2 separate regions of the Mus musculus genome follow, and region 2 is linked to region 1. A link is a contact called in public promoter capture Hi-C data. All regions are on one chromosome and are shown on one strand. Each heading gives the region's core, a stretch centred on a gene start, on an enhancer-like site or on the middle of the called end of the contact. The rest is flanking DNA. Distances are from core to core; before and after follow the strand shown.

Region 1 (3,607 bases), core at 1,056-3,555:
TCCCATTCTGCCCCAAGCCCCAGAGTTCCTAAGAGTTGGGGAGTTTCCTGAAACCTAACAATGCTCTTGCCTGCAGGAGCAGATGGGCATAAAGGGACAGAAGTGGAGAGTGTTGGTGAGGCTTATGAGAGGGGGACACATACAGTTGGTGATGACACCGCCCAGGGGGGACCCTTTGAAGTCAAACTCGATGTCCATGTACTTTCCCTGCATGGAGAGACCAGAGAAAGCCTTGGCTGTCTTTCTCCCCCAACACACACACCTGTGGGAGAGCTTTGTTCTGCCCTTCTTACTTTCAGTCCCACCTCCGAGTTCTTCCTGCCCACCCCACCCCACCCCACCCCCACACCCGCCCCATACTCCTCCGGGGCAGATGTGTTCACTCACAAATCGAGAGGAGTTGTTATTGCGGATGGTCTTGGCATTGCCAAATGCTGTGGACGGGAAGAAAGAGAAAGTGAGGGGCCGAAGCTCCCAAGAGTTGGAGCCCAGAGGAGGAAAGACCTGAGGGCACAGCTCCTTCCAGTCTGCTGACCAATGGTAGCTTTTATGCTGAAGGGAAACCACAATTTTGGAAGAGGGTCTACTAAGGCTAAGGGACTCTGGGGATAAAGAGAGTAGAGAGTAGCGGCTCACCTTCCAGCACTGGGTTTGACTGAAGCAGCTGCTCCTTCACAGAGTTCACCTGCTCTCCTTTCCCACAGACAGCAGCCACGTAGGACATCACTAGCTTACTCGCCTCTGTGCAGGAGAAACTCTGAGTGAGTCAGGACACTCCCCCTCCCCCTCCCCCTCCCACCGTTAACTATCAGAGTCCTTGACCAGGACACAACCGCTTCTACCTCCTTAACTATCACAGAGTCCCCAGCCAGGGCACGCTCACTCCCATCCCATTTAGCTCTGACACCACATCACTAACAGTAAGAAAAACAGGGACTGGGCTGGAGTGGTTAAGAACACTTGCTGCTCTGTGTGTGTGCACGCAAATGTATGTGTGTGAGTGTGCGTGTGCGTGTGCACTTGGTTTTTGGAGATGTTGTCTCTGGGTAGCCCTGGCTGTCCTGGGACTTGCTCTGTAGACCAGCCTGGCCTCAAACTCAGAGATCCTCCTGCTGCTGCCTCCTGAGTGCTGGGACTGAGGGCATGCACAAATAGAGTGCTGGGACTGAGGGCATGCACAAATAGAGTGCTGGGACTGAGGGCATGCACAAATAGAGTGCTGGGACTGAGGGCATGCACAAATAGAGTGCTGGGACTGAGGGCATGCACAAATAGAGTGCTGGGACTGAGGGCATGCACAAATACTGCCATGTGTTACTTGAGGCTCTTGTAGAAGACCTAGGTTCAGTTCCCAGCACCCACATTGGGTGGCTCAAAACCACCTGCAACTCCAGTTCCAGAGGATCTGACAGCCTCTTTTGCCTTCTGCAGGTACCCGCATGTCTGTGGTGCAAATATATACACACACTCAGTCATATACATATAGACAGAAAAAATGTAAAAATCCTAAAAAAGAAAATAAGGAAGAAAAACCAGAGAGGAAGTAATGGGGACAGAGGACAGGGACAGGCCTGGCTTGGAGAGATAAGGAGGTGACTCCAGACACCATCTCTGGTCTCTCCCAAGCCTTGAGCCTCCTCACCAGTCTTGCCAGCTCCACTCTCGCCTGTGATGAGGATACACTGGTCCCGGTCCCGATCCTTCAGTGACTGGTAGGCCACATTTGCCAAAGCATAGCTTGTGGGAAGGAAGTGGTCAGTGGTCAATGTGAGGCCAGCCCAAGGGCATCATCTTCCAATCCTTAGCGCTGGGTTCATCCACCCTCCCCGTGTGATCCAGATCAGACAAGAACTGAGTCTAGGAAGGATTCTCAGGGGAAGAGGGATGCTGGAGGAGCTCCTTTGGGGAAAGACCGGGGAGGGGGAGAGGAGGATGCTTCATGGACATTTGTCAGCCCTCCTCTGGTTCCCTTTACTCACATGTGAGGCTTCAGCTCATAGAAAGTATAGTCCCGGTATTTGGCAATGAACTCTGGTCCATAGATGGGAAGCTGCTCGTAGGGGTTCATTGAGATCACCACATTCCCAATGTATGTCTGGGGTCAGAAGGAGGGTGAGACAGATGAGCCTGGCAGGAGGAATACTGGAACCCCCTGGGTACCCCCACAGCCTGGCTCCCATGGCAAGCTCACATAAATCTCTTTGTTTTCATAACGGAGTTGGAGGTTCTTGATCAGAGACTCCTCATCTAGGGGCTCCAGGAGGATGAGGTCTTCCACCCCCACGGGACCTTCCAGGAGAGGCATGCCAAGAGGCTAGAGGGTCCTAGGAGTGAACACTGTAAATTGCTGCTGATGGCTCAGCTTAAGAGTTAAGTCATGGTGGGAGGGCAAGGAGGCATAAGGGCCTACAGGAGAGCCCTCTGACTAGAAGGGTCTCTGGACCAACCTGGCCATCCAGGGAGGTGGAGGAACCCGGGGTAGAGGGTGAGATGGGCATCAGATAGGACTACCTCTGTCTGCCCACCTGAGGGGAAGGGGAGCAGAATTGTGCTTAAAGGAGAAAGCTGGAAGAAGGGTGAGCCAAGCTTTGTTCTGCAGCCAGGTATTCAAGGTGCTCTCCCTCCTCCCTCCTGAGGGGGGCGCTCTCTCTGGCCCCTTGCTCCAGTGCTTATATCCAACCCCTGTCTCAGTCACCTAATCCCTCTACAATTCCCATCTCCAAGAGGTCTCTCTTTCTTGCCATTACCACAGTGACTTCATTTTTAGATGTTGGATAAAGTGATGAGATCAGCAATGTAAACAAAAGGTCAGAGCTGCCCGTGGAAAATGGGAGTGGGTAGGCTTTCTCAACTGTGAGGTCTCTCATTATCTCCCCTGCTTCCGTCTTTAGTTGTAAAATCTTCACAGTTTATACCATACCTATCATCTTCTGGCATGGACTTTGCCCAAAGAGACACACCCCATTTTTTAGTAGCTGGTGGGAGTGGGGAAGGAGAGTGCTCCAGGGAGGACTCTGAGGGTTGGGGGCAGGGAGAGCTGGGCTGGGCCACATGCTGCAAGCATGTGGCAGGTGTTCCTGCAGGAAATAAAAGCTCTCCTCAAGCAGACTGAGTGGGCAGGGCAGCAGAAGTAGTACAATGGTCAGTGCCACTCCCTAGAAGGAGTACAACACATTCCCTCACTCTCTGGCTTCTCTGAACCTAGGGGAAGAACGAGAACAGCATACAGGGCAAGGAAGGCATCCAGGCTTCTTTCTCCTTCATTTTGTTTCCCCAAGCTCCAGTAACTTCCTAAATACCTAGGGCACCACATGAATACTGATGATAGCAGTCTCTAGAAAACACGCAGTGTTCATCACAGGACAGACAGAGCTCTAAACACTGTAACTTGACAGTTATAATAGCCCATGAAGTGGATAGTACTATTAGCCCATATTTCTCAGATTAAAGGCAAGTAGCCATCCGAGGTGGCTTATGCCTGTAATCACAGTATTCAGGAGGCCAAGGCAGGAGGATTGCCATAAGTTTGAGATCAACCTGGGCTGCACAATGAACCACAGACCAGCCTGAAGTACAAAGTAAGATCCAGTCTTTGTCTGTCTCTCCC
Region 2 (3,679 bases), core at 519-3,018, 160 kb before region 1:
CTCTGCCTCTTTACAACAAAGCTCTAAAATCATAGACTGTCTCTGTTCATCAAGACCTGCCGTGCTTGAATGATGGAATAGGCTTTCTCTTCACGAGCCATGCCTAATCTCCTGACAGAAGGCCTTCCTATGTTACAGCCACGGACCGGACTAAAGACTCTCACTTGCGTGGGAACCACCCAGAGCCACCTCTTCCTCTGTTCTCGCTTCCCATATGAGTACTCCCCCAGGGCCCCTATTCTGTTCTCAGCAACTCTGCCGTATCCAGCATGGGATGCCGGAGGCTGAGAACCTGGTACCAGGGGTTGCTCCTTGTCCACCCTCTGCCATGTGGGGTTAGTGGCTTCACACAGCCAGATGCTCACCCGGGGCCACATGGAAAGCATCTGGCAGTCCTCCTGCATCTGCCTGCCTAGAGCACTGGAACTCTGGCAGGATGCAGGCTCTCTCCCACCCCCTTTTTTCCCCCTATATCCACTACCCCACACAACGAAAATCTTCATTGCTACAGTTTAGCATGCCAGGTGCCAGAAGATACTCTGTACACTCCCAGAGGAGAGAGGGAGTCGTTACTATTACACAGGCTCAGGCCCTGTGATCTACAACAGTGACCTGCCTTTAATGCACCAATGTGTCATGGGGGTAACTATACATTTTTCATTAGATTTAAGAACCGCTCTCTGAGATGAAAACCATAATAACACTACTAAAGTGGCCAAGAACCTGATACTAGATAGGTCATAGTTCTATGGGAAGATTGAATATTATCCTTCTGCTAAGGGGACACACAGTAACATGATCCTTAATGCATATTACTAACAGCACTCCAAGTCTAGTGCCTCGATCAATCTCCATCCACAAAACTGTGTCTGGCCATAGATAAGAATTAACACAGAGACACACAACTGCACAATGTTGGAGAGAGTAAGAGACTCTGGCACACTCAGTCCTAAACGGCAGAGTCATCTATGAGGATGAGGAGGCAGAAACATTTTAAGAGCCAGAGGTGATGGCTGACTCCAAGGAGACTGTCTTACAGACACATGAGGAATGCTGCTCACATGAACTCACAGGACTGTAGCAGTACACGTAACTCCTGCACAGGCTCAAGGAGACAGCGAGCCAGCACTGAGGAAGGAAAGTGGACATATAGTATAACCTCTAGCAAGCAGCCATTTGTAACAATTAGTCCTGGGTCACCTTGGAGAATAAGGTATAGAGCTAAGAGGATAGACTGATGTGCTGGAGAGGAGCAGAGTCTGCAGTGACTCCAACTCCACACTCACCACCACCAGGAATCCTTTGGGGACTACACAGGCCTTCTCTTCACACACATAGAGAGCACCAAAAACACAGACAGGATTCTCAATGGTACCTCTGTTCCCAACACGCTCCTTCACCCACTGAGTGGCTGCCACAATATTCTCTGTCTTGGTGACATCCAGGATCACTGTCTCCAGCCTTTCTGATGTCTTTCTCCTCAGCTCCTCGGCTCCCTCCTCCTTCCGACATGCAGCCAACACTCTCATGCCTCTCCTGTCCAGCTGTCTGGCCAGCAGGTTCCCAAAGCCAGAGCCACAGCCTGTGATGAAGACATACTTGTCTTGAAGATGGTCCACCACTTGCCTCTCTCTAAAAAAGCGCAGGAGCATCCACAGGCCCAGTAGCGCCACCATGTAGAGCCACATGGTTTGTAGAAGAGGAGAGAGAGAGAGAGAGAGAGAGAGAGAGAGTCAAAATGAGCCTGGCATCTGCTCTTGCAGACTGCTGTAGGCGTTGAGGACTTTAGCCTTCTGGTATAAAGTCCCTTGTGTCTCTGCATCTGCAATCTGGAACCACAAACCAGCAAGTAGTAAACATAATGAGAAATGATTGGTGACCTTCATTTGGACTCTGGACAACAAGTGAGGACTGGGAAAGCTGGTGCCTCCTAATACAGCAGCTCCTGAGAAGATAGAAGGGCAGGCCTCAAATATGGAAGGGTGACCTCAAAGGAACACAAGGTGTTAGGCCTAGGAAGCCAGACACATCATGTCTTAAGGAGTTGATGTCAGGCAGGAAATGACTTTCCCTCTCAAGTGGCCCTTCTCCTGGCTGTCTGGATTCAAGCAGACATGAGCAGAGAGTTCTTGAGTGGTGACCTCCATGACTTCCCATGGCTCCTCCGAGCCAGGATTTCATGCTTACTTTCTCAGGAAGCCTTGTTCAGAAACTCTAGAGTAGTGTGGCTCCTGGTCTGGGGAATGTCTGAATGGCATTCTGATTCCAGCTCAAAAGAAACCCAGTGCCTTCCTTCAGGAGTGACGTCACAATTCCCTTGCCTGACACTTCCACAACTTTCTGTCCCAACCTGCAAGGATTCAGACTGTCATGCCCTCTCAAGAACCATGTTTCTATCAGGAAGTGCCCCAGTATGGGTTTGACTACACCTCTACCTTAAGGTCTGGGCCTTGGTTATCAATGTTGACTGTGCTACTCTCCCTCCAATGGGCCCCTGGGTCTGCTCTGCATTTGATCTTCTCTTCCTCTTCTCCTGCTTCTGGTCCTGAATGGTGTACAGCTGCTATTCCTTGTCCTCCTGTCTCCAATCCTTTCCCTACACATGCATCTGCAGAAGCTAATAGGACATCCTTCATCTGGCTGTTAGCACTCTACAGGTCCTCAGAATCCTAGCACTGAACTGCATCTTGCAAAATGTAGAACTGGGCTTTCTTGACCAAAGTACATGCAGATATTGCTTCTCTTAGTTCTTGTATCCTTTCAACAGTGAGTTCTCTAGAGCATTCCTTCTATGGTCATTTCCCAATGCTCTCTCCTACAGTCCTTTCCATATCAACCCTGACAGTGATGGGCCCTCTTGTTGGATCTAGGTCTTCTGAAACACAGCAGGATCTAGATCCAGCCTTGGAGTTTCTGGATAAAGTCAGAGAGGATAGGAAAGTGGGTGTGACTCTGTTGCAGAAGCCACAGGACTGAAGAGAAAGCCTGAGACACTTCCTTGATTCATGGAGTTTCCCTCAGTCCATCCATCCCTCTTGATTCTCATACAACCCAAATGACAGTGCCCAGCTACTTCTCTTCCCTTTCCTGGGGAGGGTGGGCTGGACCCATTCCAGGTCAGAACCTGTGAATATTTAACAAGACAGCTCTTTTGCTCTCTAGGCTGCACTGATCTGTTGAGGTAGGTGGAAATAGAACAATTTCCTGAGATCAGAAGTCCAGTTCAGTCCAAGGGGAAACACTTTCTCCCAAAAGGCAGTGTACCCCACTTAACCCACCCTTTCTTCTTCATGCAAAAAGGGGAGAGGTGGAGCCTGGAGTCAGTGCTGCAAAAGGTGGAAACAGGCCCACTGTCAAGTCTGTTTCCTGACTTGATGATGTGCTGTTCCTACTGAGTCTTTACTGGGAATCGGAACTGAAAGACTATTGTGTCCTAATGGCTGACGATCTAGAATTGGAGGCATGGGACTTGATTGGGTATAGTGCAGTTCTCCTGCATGATTGAGTGAGACAGTGTACTGGCTAGTTTTGTGTCAGCTTGACACAGCTGGAGTTATCACAGAGAAAGGAGCTTCAGTTGAGGAAATGCCTCCATGAGATCCAACTGTAAGGCATTTTCTCAATTAGTGATCAAGGGGGAAAGGCCCCTTGTGGGTGGGACCATCTGGGCTGGTAGTCT

What was found. Capture Hi-C pulls out chosen DNA fragments and counts their contacts.
Region 2: a contact with region 1 is called in a promoter capture Hi-C map of liver. The contact joins the promoter of Rdh16f2 here to the promoter of Myo1a in region 1. A contact is called at or near these places in 2 of 39 promoter capture datasets (embryonic stem cells and pre-B cells), 3 of 484 Hi-C or Micro-C datasets (embryonic stem cells and nephron progenitors), 2 of 115 datasets of contacts at active chromatin or transcription factors (intestinal villus epithelium and trophoblast stem cells) and 3 of 9 other capture datasets (embryonic stem cells, liver and pancreatic islet).

The regions. Positions count from the first base shown.
Region 1 is chr10:127,703,954-127,707,560 of GRCm38.p6, reverse strand. Myo1a (myosin IA) reads right to left here and starts at 2,305. Exons shown (of 27, transcript NM_001081219.2): 1 at 2,192-2,305; 2 at 1,980-2,095; 3 at 1,643-1,737; 4 at 637-741; 5 at 388-434; 6 at 144-207. The coding sequence starts at 2,305.
Region 2 is chr10:127,864,565-127,868,243 of GRCm38.p6, reverse strand. Rdh16f2 (RDH16 family member 2) reads right to left here and starts at 1,768. Exons shown (of 4, transcript NM_145424.2): 1 at 1,376-1,768. The coding sequence starts at 1,688.